Linked DNA regions of Sus scrofa: regions 1 and 2 are each linked to region 3. Evidence: chromatin contacts called from public Hi-C and promoter capture Hi-C data. All regions are on one chromosome and are shown on one strand. Each heading gives the region's core, a stretch centred on a gene start, on an enhancer-like site or on the middle of the called end of the contact. The rest is flanking DNA. Distances are from core to core; before and after follow the strand shown.

Region 1 (3,092 bases), core at 546-3,045, 230 kb before region 3:
CTTTAAAAATTAAAAGAGAAAACACAACATAGAACTAAATTGGAAAAGAAAATACATAATGTTCAAATTTAAAATTCCAAGGAGGGAGTTCCTGTTGTAGCTCAGTGGTTATGAACCTGACTAGTATCCATGAGGATGTGGGTTCCACCCCTGGACTCCCTCAGTGGATAAAGAATCTGATGTTGCCGTGAGCTGTGATGTAGTCACAGATGTGGCTTGAATCCCAAATTGCTGTGGCTGTGGTGTAGGCCAGCAGCTGCATCTCCGATTCAACCCCTAGTCTGGGAACTTCCATAAGCTGCATGTGTAGCCCTAAAAAGCAGAACGAAATAAAACAAAAAAAAACAAAAAAAAAAAAACCAAAACCAAAAAGAAACAAACTAAAAATCCCAGGGAGATTTTGTGAAGAACAATGATGAAAAAAAAATGATTTAAACAAAAAGAATCAGAAAAATATCCCCTCCCCACAAAAAAAAAGCCTTCCTTAAAACGTAGTAAGATAAGCAAAGAGAACACACAACATGAGTGCCGAAATACAACAATACATTAATCATAGTATCTGGGAGCTTTGTGATTTCTAACATATATAACGCATGTGGAAAAATAAAAGACATGGAAAAGGACAAAGAGGACTGAAAAGCAGACACTTAAAACTTAAGAATTCTGGAGTTCCCATTGTGGCACAGCAGAAATGAATCCGACTGGGAACCATGAGGTTGCAGGTTCGATCCCTGGCCTCGCTCAGTGGGTTAAGGATCTGGAGTTGCCATGAGTTGTGGTGCAGGTTGCAGACTCGGCTTGGATCTTGCATTGCTGTGGCTGTGGCATTGGCCAGCAGCTGTAGTTCTGATTTGACCCCTAGCCTGGGAACCTCCATATGCCACAGGTGCTATCCTAAAAAACAACAAAAACAAAAACAAAACAAAAAAGAATTTCAACATAGTTATAGTATATTCAGTATTTGCTCTGGTCTGAAGATGTGTCCCTCTTCCAATGTTGAAAATCTAGTGCCCAAAGTAATGGTATCAGAAGGCGAGGCCTTTGGAAGGTAGTGAGGTAATCAGGGCGGAGTCCTCATGAATGGGATTAGAGCCTCTTATAAAAGAGGTCCACGGGAGTTTGCTTGCCCTTTCACTATAAAAGGACACAGTAAGAAGTCTGTAACCTAGAAGAAGGCCTTCACCAGACAACAAATCTGCCGCAATCTTGAACGTCCCAGCCTCCACAACGGTGAGAAATGAATTTCTGTTTTTAAACGTGGCCCAGTATGTGCTATTGTGTCAAAGCAGCCTAAAAAGACTAAGCAGTTTCTGAGAATTCCAAACTCATCTAATGGTACTGAGTCTGCTGCTTTCCCCTCTGCTGGCTCGCGCAGGGCCTTGCTTCCTGTGTTTCACAGTTTTACTGTCTGAGAGCTAATATTCTGTGAGAATCCTCTAAAGCCCAAGCTGAAGCTGATTTTCAGGGAGGGTGATCAATTATCCTGGATCACTTCAGGACAGGACTGAGGGGTTCCCTGGGATGGGACAGTCACTGCAAAAAGTAGGAGTACTAGGCAAACCCAAATAAATGGGTCATCATCTTCTCAAAGAATTTTTGGCCAATCAAGGTACCTGAGGGCTAACTCGAAATTGCAAATGCTCAGGCAAAGTTTAGCCCCTTGACACAATGCCAAGCTCCAAGCCAAGCAATTTTACCTGTGGTCACCTGGGCAGTGAGAAGGGTTTATTTCCAGGTCCCTTTATGCTGAAGATGCAGTCCTTTAGGATCCTGGACTCATAAAAGCGCCTTTTTAGTTGTTTTTGGCAGTGGGGTCAGTCAGTGGACCTAGTTTACCTCTGTGCTAGAAGTGGAACACTTGTACTGTTTGTCTTTCTTTATATTTTAAACTCTAAGAGGGTAAAGATTAGTTTTCTATTTTTTTTTTTTTTATCATTCTTGAGCTATTTGGTTCAGAGTGATACCCAAAGTATGTTTTAAAAATAGTTGCAAAGGAGTTCCCACTATGGTGCAGTGAGTTAAAAATCTGACTGCAGCAGCTTGGGCCGCTGTGGAAGTGAGGGTTTAATCCCCGGCCCAGTGCAGTGGGTTAATGATCTGGTGTTGCCATAGCTGAGGCACAGGTCAGCTATGGCTCGGATTGAATTCTTGGTCCTGGAACTTCCAAACACCATGGATGTGACCATTAAAAAAAAAAAAAAAAAAAAAAAAAAAAAGTTGCAGAATACATTTTCCAAGGAGGGCTATTGAGGGAAATGGAGTAACATTTAAAATGTGTAACTCTTTGCTTTACTATATACCATATGAAAATTCTTCTCCCAAATTCTTTTAAATCTAAAATTTAAAAATAAAATAAAACTATTTTGTCTTCTAAGATTTGAATGCCTAATAAAATAACACTAAAATAATACTAAAATCATTTTCCTCTTGCATTTGAAATCCAACAAGCCTATCAGTAAGATAAAATTTAAGAGTATATTACTTGTCAAGCTTCTCAGTGTTTTGACGCCAGTGAGTCATATCCTTTCTCCACCTCAGATTTTCTTGACTTCCAAAGGCACTTCCAGATGGGCTTCTCTCTGTCAAACAAATTTCAAAACCATTTTTAAAATGTCATTTAGAGTTCCCACAGTGGCTCAGTGAAAACGAATCTGACTAGTTAGTATCCATGGGGATGCAGGTTTGATCCCTGGCCTTGCTCGGTGGGTTAGGGATCCGGTGTTGCTGTGAGCTATGGTGTAGGTCACAGACACGGCTCAGATGCTGCATTGTGTGGCTGTGGCACTGGCCCGCAGTTCTGATTCGATCCCTAGCCTGGGAACCTCCATATGCCGTGCATGCGGCCCTAAAAGAGACAAAAAAAAAAAAGTTATTTCAGTTGGATCATATCCTATGTATATATTTGCAAACAAGAAATACAACACAATGTGATTAATTTCATACATTTTATTTCAGTACAAGTAGAAAAACCTAACAATGGTGCTTTTTCTTCAAAATTATCTATTACAGAAGAAATACATTTGCTACGTGTAACACAAAAACACACTTTAAAAATTTTTATTGAAATATAGCTGATTACAATGTGAATAAAC
Region 2 (2,973 bases), core at 376-2,875, 150 kb before region 3:
TTTCCCTTTGCAAAAAAGTGGATTTCTTTTATTAGGGCTGATTATAAATGCATACACACACAAGTCATTTCATGGATATAATAACTAATATTTTGTATACTCCCTATTTGCATGACACTGTTCTGACTGCTCCAGACATAGTTATTTCTTTTAATTATCATTAAATACACAATAAAAAATACCCCAATTTACAGATGAGGAGACTGAGGTATGGAGAGGTTAAGTAACTTGTCTAAGGTAGGACAGCTAGATCTGGCTTTGAACCCAGACCATAGTCTGATTCCAAAGACCATACTCTTAACAATTTTACTGTATTAATTTACCAAGATAAGTCATTTAAAGGGATTGTTTTCTGAAAAAGTTTTTAATATAAACACTCAAAAAAAATAATCAGTGATTAGAATTGAATTAAATTCTTTAATTCAAAAAAAGAAAAATAATCAGTTATAATTTAACTGAAGTATTTAGCATTTTTCTTTTTTTTTTGGTCTTTGTGCTATTTCTTTGGGCCGCTCCCGCAGCATATGGAGGTTCCCAGGCTAGGGGTCCAATCGGAGCTGTAGCCACTGGCCTACGCCAGAGCTACAGCAACGCAGGATCCGAGCCGCGTCTGCAACCTACACCACAGCTCACGGCAACGCTGGATCGTAACCCACTGAGCAAGGGCAGGGACCAAACCCGCAACCTCATGGTTCCTAGTCGGATTCGTTAACCACTGCGCCACGACGGGAACTCCTAGTATTTTTCCTTTTAAACATAAGTTAGAAGCATAGTGGAACATTTACTTTTAAACATACCACTAATTTTTTTATTTTGTTAAATTTATATCACGAATATTGTTACCAAGCTCAAAAACTTCAGACAAATGTGTAATGTGCAAATAGTTTCTGTCCCTGGAAGTATTTAATTCTGGCTGACCTTAGAAAATTACATAATGTATTGGTCTTTCCAGTGGGCCCAGAGAAAAAAGGTTAGACCATTGAGACATAGAATATAATGGGAAAAAAGGATGAAATACCTTTTAATGTATAGTATTTTGTGACAATATACAAATACAGTTAAGATAGATCATTGAAGCAAAAAGATACACTCACAACTATAGTGACAAATAATAAGGAATATGTAATCATACGTTGGTTTATTATAAAGGGTACTATGGGAATGCAGCATTGAGAGCCACTAATACCACCTGCAGAAATGGAAGAAGGCTTCGCAGAGAAGGCATTTTTGGAGATGGAAAACTGTTTTCCAAAGAAACTAAAATACAATTTGGGAAACGTATACTTAATTCACTAATTTTTACTCAATTGAATGATGAATTTATCAGTCAAAAGAGTTTGGTATTTACTTGCAAATCTCTTTAAAAATGACAAAATCAGCTTTTAAAAAAATTAAAATACAATAATCATTTTAAATGACCTATTAAGTTAGTTGCTTATTTCTTTGACTTCAATTAGCATTGATCTAACTCAATGTGGAAGGTTACATTCATACAAGTTTACACAGCTTAATGATTAACTCTATTCACCTGCCAACCTTACTGTTTATGTAGCAAACAATGTTAACTAGAGAGTCTAGAAGTCTAGGTGTGCTTATAGGAAAAAAACAAATTCCAAATCATTTCAAAGTGGAGTAATTAGGATAAAAATGTACACTATTAAGCTCTTTCTTCTTATTGTTCCTCTAGTTATTTCTTCCAGAATTGACCAAGACTCTTCATCACTTGACTCTGTGTCTCCAGAGCCAAAATCAAGATTTGCTATGTTGGATGATGTAAAAATTTTAGCCAATGGCCTACTTCAGTTAGGACATGGTCTTAAAGACTTTGTTCATAAGACTAAGGGCCAAATTAATGATATATTTCAAAAACTCAACATATTTGACCAGTCTTTTTATGACTTATCACTGCAAACCAATGAAATCAAAGAAGAAGAAAAGAACTTAGAAGAACTACATTCAAACTGCAAGTCAAAAATGAAGAAGTAAAGAACATGTCACTTGACCTCAACTCAAAAGTTGAAAGTCTCCTTGAAGAAAAAATTCTACTTCAACACAAAGTAAGATATCTGGAAGATCAATTAACCAATTTAATTAAAAATCAACCTGAAATTCAGGAACACCCGGATATAACTTCACTTAAAGTAAGTAGAAACCAAAGAGCATTTGTGATTGTTTTCAATGTGAATATTTTTAAAAATATTTTAAGATAGGCTATTTGAAATATGTTACTGAACTGTCGAAATACTGTATTTTTCTCATGAAAAAAAACCGCCAGGAAAAAAAAAAAATTCTCATTCTAATTTGAAGTTAGTTTTAATGTTCCCTAACATTACTTATGAAAATAACTAAACTTTGCATTTCAGATGAAAATTATTACAAATTAGAGTATTGCAAATTCCTGGATGCAAGTAAAAGGCTAAAGGAATTTAACTTATAACTATTCTCCCATGTTTAAAACATAGAAAAGCAAAAATATAAAAATAAAAAAATATATTAATTTCTTTTTTCATTTAATTGAAGTTCAGGAAATCAGATTTTGGAGATGGTACATTTTAAATACAATACAAAAGCAAAAGTATGTACTATGTGAAAGCAGCATACAAGGGAAAATGTTTGCCAAAATTCATTTTTCTAATCCAGTATTAGCTCTAAAAAATTAGACTGCGATAGTGTTCTAAGGGGGAAAAAATGTCTAATTTAACAAAAGAAAGAAGCGTCTAACCAGCCTACAATCTATGTCTAGACTTTTGTGGAACAGCAAGACAACAGCATCAGAGACCTTCTTCAGACTGTGGAAGAACAATACAGACAATTAAACCAACAGCACAGTCAAATAAAAGAAATAGAAAACCAGGTAAGTCAGCATTTTATCATCTCCAATCTTTTACATAGATTTAGGTTCATGAACACTGTATGCTAACAGTATGTAAAATAACAGTTGGATAGTGAATAAAGGGACCACATCAGCATGAC
Region 3 (3,074 bases), core at 161-2,660:
CTAGAAATGGCAAAAGACAAAAAAAAAAAAAAAAAAAAAAAAAAAAGAAAAGAAATGTTACATTTGCTACAGCTTTGTGTAATTGGTTATTTGGTTGCCCTATCATATAACAAAAATAAATAGTTGTGGTTACCTGTTTTTGTCAGACTAATAATAGAAATTATTAATAGAAAATAATATTCAAACCATTAAACACATAAAAAATTCAGAACCTTTTCAAATCTAGTTTTTTTTTTTTTTTTTTTTTTTTTTTTTTTTTTTTGTCTTTTTGCATTTTCTAGGGCCACTCCCGCGGCCTATGGAGATTCCCAGGCTAGGGGTCCAATCAGAGCTGTAGCCGCCAGCCTACGCCAGAGCTACAGCTATGCAGGATCTGAGCCGCATCTATGACCTACACTACATACAGCTCACGGCAACGCCGGCTCCCTAACCCACTGAGCAAGGCCAAGGACCGAACCCACAACCTCATCTTCCTAGTCGGATTCGTTAACCACTGAGCCAGGACAGGAACTCCTCAAATCTAATTTTGAACTTTTCAACTTTGCATTCTGAAAGATTTTCTTTCCCACATGGTTCCATAGTCCAGTAGTGCAGAATGTTAATTTTTTGCTTCCAGTTTTTATTATAATTTCCTATGCAATTCAGAAGCATGTCTAGCAGCCTTGTTCCAGTACAATCCGGTGGTACTGCAAAGACAAAACAGGATCAAACTTTGCAATAATTTGTATTTCTCTCAAAACCGCTTATGAGGAAGGATGGAAATTTCCATTTCGTAAGAAGCCTTTGCAGACTGTCCTGGGTTTCAATTCTAGAAAATAATCTGAATGTGGAAAATAAGTATACATATTCCTTAATGTTTTACAAGAATTTACCTACAGTTCCAACTGTAGCTTGGTTTATGAGTAACTTCACAAAAGGATAAGACGGAATACCGTTTTTTTTTTTTTTTTAATCAAAGTGGGGCTTGGTAGAAAAGAGTACATTAGTCCAACGGATTTAACAAATTCTCCGCAATCGCACTTTGAGTTTTCGGGTGTCAGGGGCGGAGTGAGGAATAAGAGGCGCAGGGCATGCTGGATCTTGTAGTCCCGCGCGGGAGGGGCGTGGTATTGCATGGCCTGCTGGGAGTTGAAGTCCAGTTCAATAGGAACTCATGGTGGGCATAACGCAGTTTGTCTATCACGGGCACCGCTTAGAGACGGATACTTTGGTTCTGTCCTTGCTATATTGGTGATTTATGGTCTGACGTAGTGAACGGGGCGAAAAAGGATGGACAAAGTAAACGAACCAGGGGCCTGGTGACGCCTGCTATTGCTGTCGCCAGTCTGTAAGCTTGAGTGCCCCGGAAGTGGCTGTCCTGCTGGGTTTGAAGGAGGGGGTGGGGCGTTCCTCTTACTACGGTGGCCGGGAAGCTCGAGGTGCCTGTGGCTGCGGCGCAGAGGTTGGAGTGTCTGCGTTTTTGCTGGCAGCTCTTCTGGCGGCTGCTGCTAGAGCTGGAACATTTCCCGGGTTGGTGGCTCCTACACATTGTTTACACTTCTCCAGTTCTGTTTTCGGTGAGGGGTCGACTTGAGGCTAGCGGAGTCAGGAGAAGGTTGGGGCTTAGTGTCTCTGGTCCCCGAATGACCAGGTTTCTTGGGGGGCCTTGCACTCACTGGAGACCCTGTGGCAGACCGTGTAGGCTTTCAGAATTTGGCGCCTCCCTCATCTGCTCCTGTCTAGTGTCATTTGTTTTCTGACTCCTCACTCTTCCTGAGATCCAGAACTGACAAACCTTAAGCCTTCCTGTGGGCAGCTGTTGCCCTCTCTTTGGAAGCTTTTCTTTCTTGTTTCAGGCACGATCTCTTGTCTCCTAAGCTCATCCATTTAACTTCTTCCCTATTTCTCTCCATCTAAAAGAAAAGAAAGAAAACAAATTAGACGCTCAAGATCTCAGTGTTCTCATTCCTAACTCCTTTATCCCTTTTTTGGCCCTTCTTACTAATTCATACTCTGATAACACTTGCCTGAATATCTAAATGCTTTTCCATCCAGACCTTAACGTTCAGTCACTTTATTTGGTTTTTAGCCTGAGCGCTTCCACCTCTATCTACATGTAAGGGCTTTTTAGGTTGGAGGTTCATCTGCGTTCTTAGGATAACTGATGAATGGGAGAGTGATCGCCAATGATTAGCTAAGCGTGACTCTACTTACTGAGTTTATATTTCTTAAGATTTCTTTGGCTTACATTTTCGTTTTGTATTGATTATTTTCTCGCAGGGGGTTCGCTGCTACCCTGCGTTAGTGGAGAATACCTCCTCCTACAGCTCTTCGTATCTTAACTGAGATTTTTTTTTTCTTTTTTCCTACTTCAGGCATATGTCCCCAGTGGAGGTTTGTGCAATGATTTTTGTATCAGTTAATAGATAGACACAAGGGAATGCCTTTCCTCCCTTGTTTATGATTTGTAATTAGTGAGTCATTGAAATTACCCAAAGGGATTGAAAAAGCTTTGGAAGGTAAAGTCTATGTATATACCAATTTGCAAAATAATAAAGTGTCTTCCCTGAACGAGGAAGAGTTTCTAATTAGTCCAGTAATCTGATGCTATATTGAATTAATTATCAATTCTTTCACTGTAAAATTTTGGGAACTGTTTAATGTTAAAAAATAACCAATAGAAGGAATTTTATAGTTTAGTAAAAATAGTTTAAAAAACCACTTAACTGATGTTCTTTTTTTCTGTAAAATAGAATACAGGTATATCAAAAAGTTTATTTTTTGTGACTATTGATGAGCTATTTCTATATATTTGATAGATCTGGTAAAACAGCATGGTACACTATTCAGTAATGTGTAGACAGACATTTTTGTACTTCCTGCCTTTCTGGGGACCATGTAACTTAAATAACTTTGAAGCTTTCTTCTATTCTAAGTGTTGCACTGTAGAAATTCTAATAGTAAAATTATTCTTTAGAAGTCAAATATAATCCCTATGTGTCAGTATAATACAAATATTAATACTCATACCCGTCTAATTGGGGTTATCCTAATGAGTCAGAAATGGTTCCAGCCATGCTTAAGATTGGGGCTAA

What was found. Promoter capture Hi-C pulls out the DNA fragments that hold promoters and counts their contacts. Hi-C and Micro-C count contacts between places; a contact is called where the count stands out from the background.
Region 1: a contact with region 3 is called in a Hi-C map of liver, with 2.0 times the contacts expected there. The contact joins the enhancer-like site here to the promoter of ATG4C in region 3. A contact is called at or near these places in 1 of 5 promoter capture datasets (liver), 22 of 47 Hi-C or Micro-C datasets (alveolar macrophages, brain, embryonic fibroblasts and 11 more) and 2 of 2 datasets of contacts at active chromatin or transcription factors (alveolar macrophages and skeletal muscle).
Region 2: a promoter capture Hi-C map of liver shows a contact between it and region 3, with 5 times the contacts expected there. The contact joins the promoter of ANGPTL3 here to the promoter of ATG4C in region 3. A contact is called at or near these places in 1 of 5 promoter capture datasets (liver), 2 of 47 Hi-C or Micro-C datasets (both in liver) and 1 of 2 datasets of contacts at active chromatin or transcription factors (alveolar macrophages).

What each region holds. Positions count from the first base shown.
Region 1 is chr6:149,923,649-149,926,740 of Sscrofa11.1, reverse strand. DOCK7 (dedicator of cytokinesis protein 7) reads right to left here. Exons shown (of 48, transcript XM_021096551.1): 33 at 2,483-2,579. Among named protein-coding and RNA genes, the nearest start is that of USP1, 61 kb to the left of the region's middle. Within about 2 kb of position 1,795, at least 3 of the 83 cell types and tissues checked have an H3K27ac peak or open chromatin away from gene starts, as enhancers often do. A contact at or near this core is called in fetal liver and liver, where this site is marked.
Region 2 is chr6:149,844,506-149,847,478 of Sscrofa11.1, reverse strand. It overlaps ANGPTL3 (angiopoietin like 3), which reads left to right and starts at 1,625. Exons shown (of 8, transcript NM_001003926.2): 1 at 1,625-1,936; 2 at 1,939-2,141; 3 at 2,744-2,854. The coding sequence starts at 1,648. All of the region lies in intron 14 of DOCK7 (dedicator of cytokinesis protein 7), which reads right to left.
Region 3 is chr6:149,690,250-149,693,323 of Sscrofa11.1, reverse strand. It overlaps ATG4C (autophagy related 4C cysteine peptidase), which reads left to right and starts at 1,410. Exons shown (of 11, transcript NM_001190284.1): 1 at 1,410-1,509.